Linked DNA regions of Sus scrofa: region 1 is linked to region 2. The links are chromatin contacts, called in public Hi-C maps. All regions are on one chromosome and are shown on one strand. The core of a region is the stretch at or near the end of the contact, and the rest is flanking DNA. Distances in the headings are between cores, read along the strand shown. Region 1 has its middle 470 kb from the start of AEBP2. Region 2 holds the start of PDE3A (phosphodiesterase 3A).

Evidence for each region. Hi-C and Micro-C count contacts between places; a contact is called where the count stands out from the background.
Region 1: a contact with region 2 is called in a Hi-C map of embryonic fibroblasts, with 5 times the contacts expected there. The contact joins the enhancer-like site here to the promoter of PDE3A in region 2. A contact is called at or near these places in 4 of 5 promoter capture datasets (fetal liver, fetal skeletal muscle and liver), 14 of 47 Hi-C or Micro-C datasets (embryonic fibroblasts, epiblast stem cells, fibroblasts and 7 more) and 1 of 2 datasets of contacts at active chromatin or transcription factors (skeletal muscle).

Annotation. Positions count from the first base shown.
Region 1 is chr5:53,218,688-53,224,271 of Sscrofa11.1, forward strand. No RefSeq gene overlaps it. Among named protein-coding and RNA genes, the nearest start is that of AEBP2, 470 kb to the right of the region's middle. Within about 2 kb of position 3,159, at least 4 of the 83 cell types and tissues checked have an H3K27ac peak or open chromatin away from gene starts, as enhancers often do.
Region 2 is chr5:52,734,758-52,740,045 of Sscrofa11.1, forward strand. PDE3A (phosphodiesterase 3A) reads right to left here and starts at 3,014. Exons shown (of 17, transcript NM_213736.1): 1 at 2,883-3,014; 2 at 2,488-2,852. The coding sequence starts at 3,012.

The DNA.
Region 1 (5,584 bases), core at 1,909-4,408, 480 kb after region 2:
GGCCAAAAAAAGAATTACTACTGGCAATTGTGATTACTGTGATTATAAATTGGGGCTACTAAAGAAAAAATATCTAAAACTTGGAAACAGACAAGTAGATGACTATGTTTTCTTTCAGTGCCTTGCTAGAGCTTGTTTAACAAATACATCTAAGGTTTATTTAATTCTCTAGGGTACACTTTTGACTTACCATTTACTATTGATTAAAACATTTTAAAACTCTATGGATAGATGTGAACCCACAGAGAACTTATAATGATGCAAATGACTCTTGTCTAATAAAAATAAAAGTAAATTTTGTCTAGTAGAGATTTTATCAAATAAAGACCCAAATAACTTCTGTCTGGTGGGAGAAAAAGATGACCCCAAGTATTATACTTTAATTGCTCTTTAAAAAAAAAAAATTTGGCCATGCCCATGGCATGTGGAAGTTCCCAGTCCGGGGCTTGAACCCATACCTTAGCAGCAACATGAGCCCTTGTAGTTACAATGCTGGATCCTTAACCTGCTGTACCACAAGGGAACTCTGATACCTTAATTGCTCTTTAGGCATTAACTGGAATTGTGCCTAATTTAACAATCATTCATTCCGTATGCATTGTTTCAGTGACGAAAAATATCTCCCTCTACTGTACTCCTTTGAACCAGGTTTACCTACTTCAGGCTCTCTCATTAAAAAGTTAGAAATAATAGCCAAGATACAGAAACAACTTAAGTGCCCATCCATGGAGGAATGAATAAAGAAAATTCAGAACACACACACATACACACACACATGTGCATGAGCTGGAATATCATTGAGCCCTTTAAAATAAAAAAGAATGAGATCTTGCCATCTCTGATTAAATGGATGGATCCTGAGGGCATTATGCTAAGTGAAACAAGTCAAAGAAAGATCTCAATTATATGTGCCATCAATCCAAAACAAAAAACCCTAACCAAGCTCACAGATAAAGAGTATAAATTGGTAATTGCCAGAGACATTTTGGGGAGGGGGAAGAGGATGGGTGAAGAGGGTGGGATCAAAAGATACAAACTTCCAGTTACCAAATAAATAGGTCATAGGTATATTAATATATACACACACATATATATAAATCTTTATATTCTCACTTAAAAAGTCTTAGTGCCCAAATCCTGCCTTAACATTAGATATACTATCTCTCCATAGAAATCTCAAGACTTTCTTCCCTCCAAAAATCTCACAGAAACAAAGGCTCAAAAGCAAAATCAAAGGACACTGTATTATTTCTGTCTCAGCTCAAACCTGAAACCTCAGTGCAGACACTCTGGTAAATAGGGTTTAAGGCCTAAGGGGAAATTTCTCCTTCCACCTAACTCCAAATCTAAATTTCATTGTCAGACAGATTCTCCAGCTGTAGTAAAAGAAGAAAGTCAAGGAGCCCACCTGTCTTCTGGGTCAGTTCACCACCTGAAAGTAAGAGAGAAGGGCAGGCCACATTCACAGGTGACATTTTAGCAAGTATTAACTCATAGGCAAATGTGGTTTAATCAGCATCCTGAAATCTGATAAATCAAAATAACCATAATGTGGTAATTTCATATCACAATGAGGTTAGGAAGAAGAGTTAGGAAAAGGGGCAGGGACTTGAGTTAGCATATTTCCTAGATAAATACCTATACTGAGGAGCAAGAAGATGTGATTAAGTCCTGGGACAGGTCACACACAATCTAGTTAGCAAGGCCAGACTTTGAATGTGAAATAGTGACAGGGAGCTCTCAGTTGATAGAGATGTTCTAGGTTACAGGACTAACAGGATGACAAGATGACCAGGACTGGAGTTTTCTGAATTAACTTTGACAAGTGAAATGCATGATTTTTTCTTTCTTTTTTTCTTTTTTTTTTTTTAGGAAAGAAGCAACTGCAGGAGTATACAAATTGGCTCTGGAGAGAGGAAGAGTTCAGGGTCTATCCTTGGATACCAAGTCTAAATCTTAAGAATGGGGATACAGGAACAAGAATGTTAATGCAAATTACATGTATATTTAACTAAAATATGAAAAGAAGATGAGGGGGGAGAGAACAGCTGGGCAGCAGGATCAGGGGCAGGAAGCTGGGTTCTAACACACTCTGACAGCATGATTGCAATACCCCAGGGAAGCCCAGGCCCCAGCATTCAGGTCTTTTCTCTGCAAGCATCGCCCCAAAGCAACTATGATGCACAGCTCTCTAGATACCCAGAGAGTTTAAAGTTTTAGCAAATCTGAACAGACCCCTAGAAATCAGCATTAACTCCCCGGATACTCACAATAATCTTCTAAAACAAGTTGTACTGAAAGAAAGAAAATAAAGGGAGATGTAGTGGATGATGTGAGGTTTTGCTTGGGGAGGAGCAAAGAGACTGTATTCTAGGGGTTTGAATCCCAGACTAAGCAAACACTTAAGCTTGGTCTCATGTGCAGGGAGAGAACCCACATGGAAAAGCCTGGCAGGCAACCCTGGTTAAGCCACTAGCTGTCCTGGGCAAGGCATTCAAACACTCTGGTCTTATTTCTGCATATGCAAAATGAGAGAATTAAATCAAGAGAATGATCTCCTAGTTCCTTCCAGCTCTAAGGTGTGAAACTCTTAAATGTTATGAGTACCAGAAATTAAATTTCACAATGGATCAAAAGACTAGGAAGAGGTGGATTTAGTCTTACATATACAAGCACCAATCAATTCCTAGAGCCACCTTTTTACAAAACCTGTAAGTTCTTTATTTCTGAATAGAAAACAAGCTGTATGGAGAAATGGGACAATTAAAATCAGTAGTCACCATGCTGGGGAAAAAAAAAAAAATGATGAGGAGGTGTAGGGGGAGGAATTGCATATTCACTGTTTTATTAATGTGATGGTGCCTCCTGCAGTACAAGATGGACATGGCGCTTGAACTTAAAATGTTTCCTAATGGCAGAGCCAATCTATTTTAATAGTCTTGCTTTTTGAAGTTGTTTTTCTTTCTTAAATTAGAGTGGTGGGAAGAAAAGAGGATATACACTTCAAATGTTTTAAAGTTTGCAAGCCTTTGAATGAAAATGTTTCCCGACTAAATGCAAGCCTTGCCTGAGCTTGCTTTTGTCCATTCCCTTCACAAGTTCTCTGGAACCTGGCTTTCTTCTCTGTGCTTTGTGCCACCTGGTTTGCAGCTGAACAAAGAACAATCCTCTCCATTTTGCATTAGTCTTGCTTGAAGAGTCCATAAGAAAACAGTGATACCAAATGTGGCAGGCTCTTGAGAAAGTGTAATTACACAGAAACAAATAGGGTATGCGTAAGCCTAAATACGTCTGGAGTGATTTATTATTTTTGTTACAGTTCAATAAGTTTTTGTCTTTGATGTGGAGATTTTCATTGAGGAAAATTCTAACAGTAAAGCAAGCATTCTAACAGCATGACTCTGGAGCCAGACAGCCGGGGTTTGAAACCCAGCCCTGGTCCTAACTGATTATCTGACTTCGGTTAAGTTGTTTCACCTCTTCGTGCCTCGGTTTCCTCAGCTCTCAAAAGGGGTAACAGTAGTACTTAGCTCCTAAATATCGAATGAGTTCACCTTTTTAAAGCCCTTAGAGCAATAGCTCACACATAGTAATGCTATGTAAGTATTTATTACTACTAATAAATATTTGTTAAATAAAGAAGCCGTGAGGGGCAATAGGAATCTTTACTTTTTCATGTATTTTCCCTTTCATAATCACCATTCAGGTCTCTCTCTGTTATCTTCCTTTTCTGCCACAACTAATCATCTTTTTCCCATCCTTTTTTTCCTCAGATACATTCTTTCCTGTGCTCCCACCAGTACAGAGAAAATAAGAATCAAAGAATCATAAACAAGAAAAGTATAGCTAATGGGTTTTAGTCCTTTCATTTACAAGGAAAAGAAACGGAGACCCAGAGAGATTGACATGTCCAGGGTCAAACAGCTAGTAAACGGTGACTTCTTCACAGACATTCAAAAGCTCCTCCTCCAAAGCGTATTGTTTCTGATACTGGACTTCCCAATGCCTCCTTCTCTTTTGCCCTCCCTTCCTCCCTCCCTCCCTCCCTCCTCACTCCCTTTCTGCTCCCCACCCCCCTACACACTCCAGTGAAGGGCTGGCAACTGTGCATCTTGCTCATCTGTCCTTAATGACCTTTCACTGCTGGTGGCTTAATTCCCTGTTGCTGGTATACATAACATGGCTCATGGTTCTGAAACAAAAATGGCAACACATAGTAGGATAAGGGTTTCTACCTTTTAAAAAAAGGGATGTGAGTTGTTTGACAGTGAATGAGTCAAGAAAACATGAAAGGTAAATCAGAGGTGATTTTACATTTACAGAATTAACTGTTTTTAAAATTTTTTTTTATTTTTTTGGCTGTGCTCATGGCATGTAGAATTTCTCTGGCCAGAGATCAAGCCCACAGCACAGCTGTTATCAGAGCCACAGCACAACAATGCTAGATCTTTAACCATCTGAGCCACAAGGGAACTCCTAGAGAATTAACTCAGAATGAAGTTAAATGGAATCAGTAATGTTCTAAAATTGAAAGGTATGCCACCCCTTACATATGGGTATATACCACACACAAATTAAAATAACATTCATATTCAAGTCTCTAGAATCTTATTGGTTTCTATGTTGTGCTCTTTCAATCATCTGGCCACCGACACTCAGCCACCAAAGTATATACATCAGCATAATTTCATTACATGTCATCTTTTATTAACTACTCTCTGCAAAGAATTTGGTGATAATATTAAGCAAAAATAACAGAAAGCCCAGTAATACAGCTGACAGTTGAGTGGGGTGAACAGAAAAATAAAAATAGACAATGAAATTTAAGTGCTAAAATGGAGAAAAACAAAAGTATCCCTCCGTCAAGAGTGAAATGTAGTAGTCTCCATTGTGGTGCAGTGGAAATGAATCCGACTAGTAACCATGAGGTTAAGGGATCAATCCCTGGCCTCACTCAATGGATTAAGGATCTGGCATTGCCATGAGCTGTAGTGTAGGTCGGAGATATGACTCGGATCCTGTGTTGCTGTGGCTGTGAGGTAGGCTGGCAGCTGTAGCTCCAATTGGACTGCTAGCCTAGGGAACCTCCATATGCCATGAGTGTGGCCCTAAAAAAGAAAAAAGAACCTGAGTCAAATGTAGAACAAAAGACCATCTCATCCACTCTGATTGGGAGACGTGTACATAATAAATCAACAAATACACATGATTGGCAGTGAAATTTCTGTTGAGAAGGGAAGGATCAGGGTGCTGTCACAGATGAGAAAAGTAAGAGGGGGTGGAGCTAATTTATTTGGAATATCTGAAGGAATGGCCTGAGGCTACTGAAACCTGCAGAAGGAGCTGAGTAAAAAGGAATCCAAGCAAAAGAACAGCATCATTAAAAGCCCTGATTCAGTAAAGAATTTGGTGCTACCTTACTGTGCTGGGAGCTGAAAGGAAGTTAGCTGTACCCGCTGATCATGAACAAGATATCAGGCAGGATAAGGCCGGTGGGAGAGGCACGGGCTGGAGCCTGCAGCACCTCAAAGGCAATGTTAAGTGTTTGTATTTTACCCTGAGTGCAAAGGAGATGATAAGCAAG
Region 2 (5,288 bases), core at 1,764-4,263:
AGGATTATCTCAAATTGAGAGGAGACAGTCTTTCAGAAAAGATCTCCTAATCAGGTAGCATTCAGGGCAGTGTTAACATATGTGTTTTATAATTATTTTGCTTCTTGACTTCATAAAGCATGCAAATGACACGGGTACACTTTGCACCCTTAATCAGAAGTGTGTTTCCTTGTGATAAACAGATAAGCCATTCACTATATAGCTCCTGAACTTTTCACACAGTTTGGCTAACGTATGAGATATTGCCCTGTCTTATAAGATCCTATTGCACGCTAGTTCCCACCCACTCCCCACAATTATGCTCAGCAACAACTTTCATGGCTCATATATAAAAACTAGTCTTAAGTAACACGCACACACTCACCCATGCCCTCATTAAAATTTCAAGTAAATAAATTTCTACTAAATGTAACCTTGTTTTTTCATCCGCCAAGAGATAATCTCTCACTTTAGAATAGTCTTCATAAACACGGCCTTTAAAAAAAAAAAAATGGTGACCAAAGAAACTGACCAAAATAGATAATTTTCAACAGCATTCATCAGCAAAAACATTTAAAAGTGCAATGCTGTTATTTTCTTATAATTTGCAGATAATTCAAACCCCCCATTTATCAATTCAAACCAGAGAAAACCAATAAAAACCCACAGCTTAATTAACACCACTGGTTAATTCACCTAAACATCTTCTTATGTTAAATCCACCCTTAACTCCTTAACTTCTAAATGTTAATGTGGAATTTCAGAAAGTAAATTTCGAGGATTAATTTAAAGTCAAGTTATTTATGATTATATCACAGATTTGCCTTAGAAATTCAGGTTCAATTTTGCAATGATTAAATCACATTTCCCCATAAATTAAGTGTGTTTGAAACGTATTTAAACTAATAGTGCTTTTATTTAAAAGACATTCCCTCCGGTAACTTTGAAAAGAAATTAGAATGTGTTTTTCCCCTAATTGGTTTACCCTTAAATAGATAGGTTACTTTATTCTGCTGATTTCCAAATTTCTAGCAAAACTAAGTATCAGTCAGTGGCCTGTTTTTAACTTCATTCTCAGAGTAAGCTAAACCGAAGAAATATTTGCTTTATCTAAACAAAAAGCTAAATAAGTACATTTGTTTTAAAGCAAACATAGAGACTATGATGCTGTCATCCATTCTGCTAAATAATGTCAAACAACCACATTCTGTGTAATCAACTCCATTTCAGAAACAAACTGGCCACTACACCATATGGTGACTGCTATTTCTTAGAAATACCCAAATGATTATCCACAGAATAACCTAAAAAGAAAAAGCTCACTATGTCTTAGAGTAGTCTCTCACTCCCTAAAGTTGTTCTAATAGCACCACAGGTACACAAGCATAAATTTAAATGGGAAAGTGTAAATTTCCATTTGCTGTACATAACCAGCTCTCTGCCACCCCCACCCAAGTGTCAAATCTGCTTGGAGTAGAGAGGTGAACACTAAGTATTCCTTTTCAGATACAATCTGCATTTAAAATTAGGATTTGTTCCTTTAATGCCCCTTATAGCAGCTATAAGGGTCTCAAAACACTTAATGATAATAAGGCTACTGGTCCCCAAAATTCACTGAACTTTTATCCGGAATAACTTCACTCATAATACTAGATTCCTCCTCCTCCCTGAAATACTTATATCACCAGATTTAAAAATACTCTCCTGAATTAATATTTCCTGCATAAATCCATTTGAATTTCTAAATATTCACTTAAGTATGTAGATACATAAGAGAAATGTCTCTTTTTAGTTTACATTAAAGCACAGTCCACAATTTTGACAAATTCTGATGCGCAAGAAAAACTATTCCCCAAATTGAAGTTTATAAACAAAACAGATTAGCATGTGATAATGTATGTCCCCAAATTACATTTAAAAACAAACTGGGCACCACCAAACACAATCTCCTCAATTAAGACACTGCAAAACCAGAAAATAATCAGTACCTCACTTCAAGTATTCTTTGTTTGTACTCTAGAATATTTTTACTGACTTCCATAAACGTTTACCTGTCCCTTTAGAGGAAAGAAATTTTATAAAAAGAAATAGAAACCTAGTAAAAATCCAAGTCTTAAAAATCACCCACTGCTTAAAAAAAAAATTAAAATAAATAAATAAACTTAATTCGAACATTTCTGCTAAAGGAGGAAAGTATGTGGGCACTTAAAAGTGCAAAGGCGCCATACGCCAGGTGTAGCAAATCTAAAAAGTTGGCCCAGCTGTGGAAGACCCTGCAAATGCCATCTAGTTTTATTACTTATTCGTGTTCCTGTTGTTCAAGGTTATAAAATATTGCGTGAGAGGAGGGGGGAAATTCGCTAGTTTCCAACTAAGGCTGAAGTTAGAGCGCTTTTCTAAGCTATCTTTCCTTCTGTTCCCAGCGATCGAATCCCCTCCACTTTGTGATGGATCTCAAGGGTTTCAAGTTTTCCCCATAGGCGCGAGAGAGGGGCTGCCGGCGCTTACCTGTTCTCTCGGTATGCAGGGCAGAGAGGTCCTCCGATGGGACTTGCTGCTACAGCCGGACATCTCGGCGGACACCACGGAGCTGGACCGCCTCCTCCTCTTAAATACCGGGATATCTTCCTTGGTCCCAGCAAGCAGCTGGGACCCAAAATGCTCCCTCGGAGCCGCCCCCGCTGACTGCGGCAAGATTTGCTCCACGTACCTGGCCAGGAGGATCCCCAGCACGCCGGCCAAGTACGCCAGGTAAGGTCTCCAGGCGACCTTGAATCTCTCTAAGGAAATGAGGGACACCGTCCTGACAGCGCTAGTCAAGGCGATCATGAGGACGCCCAGCCTCAGCCTCAGCACCAGCCATGTCGCGGCGGCCAAGCAGCTGAGCACCACCCCCGCGGCGGGGAGCGAGAGTAAGTGATCCTCCCCGACGCCCAGCCCAATCTGGACGAGCGCTTCCCCCCCGCAGCAGGCGGCCAGCAGCGCGACGGCCAGAGGCAGGCGCACCCCGGCGCGCAGGAGGTACAAGCCCATCCAGAAGAAGGCACAGAGGAGACTGAAGAGCAGCGCCGAGGGCTGCAGCCAGGGGCCGAGCGGCGCGCCGCCCCCGGGAGCACCACCCCGCGGCCCCGGGAAGACGCCCCCTTCTGCGCCCGGGGCCGCTTCCTCCTCCTCCGCCGCCGCCGCCGCCTCCTTACTCCGCTCCAGGTCACAGCCGATCTCCCCGCGGACTAGCCTCACCAACAGCGCCAGCAGAAAGGACAGGGAGCCCGCGTACAACGCGGAGGAAAGTTTCCGGCAGCGCCGGAGCGGCCGCAGCACCAGGTCTCCCCAGCAGCCGCGGCAACCCGAGTCCCGCGGCGGTGCGGTGGCGACGCGAGGGTGCTTGTCCCGGCCATCTGCGGGGGCCGGCCTCGCCTCCCCGTGGCCGGGCTTAGCCCCGACGCGCGCGGCCTTGCCCGGCGCTGCCATGGTGCGCCCTCTTCGCGGAGTCCCCGAGGTCCCCCAGGCACTCCCACCCCGCCACACACACACACACACAGACACGCACACACGCCCGCTCGCCCTCCTCCCAATCCCACCCTCGGAATCCCTCCTTCTCCTCCCAGCCTGGGAGCGTCGAAAGTTTCAGCTTTCGGCAACTCCTGGAGAATACTAGATGCTCCAAAGAGACGCCTTCAAGTTAAAAGCTTAGCACAGGCAGAAAGAATCAGACTTCCTCTTTTTCTCTCTTGGAAAAGCTCTGCAAAATTCTCCGCTCCACCCCCACCCCCGACTTCAGTCCTCCAGGGTCTCTCCCTACTTTGGGATTTTTAAAGATTGCCCAAGGTGTCCAGCGCTCGGGGACCGCAGCCACTGGAGGCGCGGAAGGCGCGGGGAGAGCTCGGGACCATCCCGGGCGCTACTGCGCGCGGGGCCCGCGGCAGACGGAGGTCCCCCTTCTCTTCCTTTCAGCAGCTCTTTATCACTCTTTCTTTCTTCTCTGCCGATCCTCCCCGGCACGGCCCCGGGAAGCGAATCGCCATTCCCTGGGGCAGAAAGCACAGCCTCCCCTGCGTCTGTCGGTCCAGTTCATGGCAAAGGGTGGAAAAAATGGAAAACGGGCTGAGAAATAAGCAAGAAGTTGCTAAGTCCGGTTGGAGAGAGACACAGTCCGAGAGACAAGCGGCTGCGGCAGAAGGAAGGGAGGAAGAGAGAGCTGGAAAGGAAGGGAAAGTGAGAAGGGAGAAGGAGATTTGCTCTCCCCCCTCCCACCCACCCCCGCCCCCTTCTTTTTGGTGCGAGGTTGGTAGTGATTTGCAATTTTGCAGAAGGTAAGGGAGTGAAGACGCTGCTTAAAACTGTATTTAAAAAGCAGGCAGCTGGAGCTATCTGCAATCCCGCTTGCTTTCTTTAAGGCAACTCCCTAGGAAAGCTTGCGCAGGCCAGCTCCCGGCCCTCCCCCGGAGGAGGCGCTACTCTCAGCACCAGAGCTCCTTTCCCCAGAGCGGTGCTGCGCAGCCAGCACTCTGGGGAATGGGTTGCTGAGGCACGTGAACTGCCCAGCTCGCTGCAGCCGGGGGACCGCGGGGGTCTACGGCTGGCCCTCAGGTTGAGCTGTCTAAGATGTTGGAAGGAAAAAAGAAAAAAAAAAAAAAAAAAAGGATTGTGCTTGGATACTTGGCAGGCGACAGGAGCCAACTGACTTCCCACTGTTATTAACATGACAGCCACATCTACTGTCTGAGTGATTCGAAGGTGCTTATAGGTTCTCAAGTCAGGTACAACAGCAAACCAAATTCAGGTGGCATTGTGAGGCCTTGACTGCTCTTGTGGGAAGGTCTGTTTTCAACAGAGAACCCAAGCTTTTCCTGTTGGTCCAAATAATGGAAAATCTCAACAAGTAACCTAGACCATGAGAACATTATTAAGGATAGGTAGGACGGAAGAGCAGGGGGTTTTTTAGTATTACTTAAAATTTTTTTAAAAAGGAAGTATATGAGAGTATTAGTGAACAATTGTTGATGTTGGATGGCAAATTATTTTGAGATTAAGTGACCCTAGCCTCAAGAAGGTGTACAAAGTTATGAAGCCAAAACAGTCAATCAGAAAGCCGTATAAAGAAATCTCAAGGGAAAAGCAGTGAGGACAGGTAGGTGAACAATAGGAAAGATCTTAGTAGGCTGTCTATGGTTGTGAAATACTATGTCTACCATTAATAAAGCTTATGAGAAAAAAATCAGGATCCTAGTTATTTATATTTACAGGATACATATTTCATGTACCACAGTACTGTAGTATTTGAGAAACTAAAGGAAAAACCATGTAAG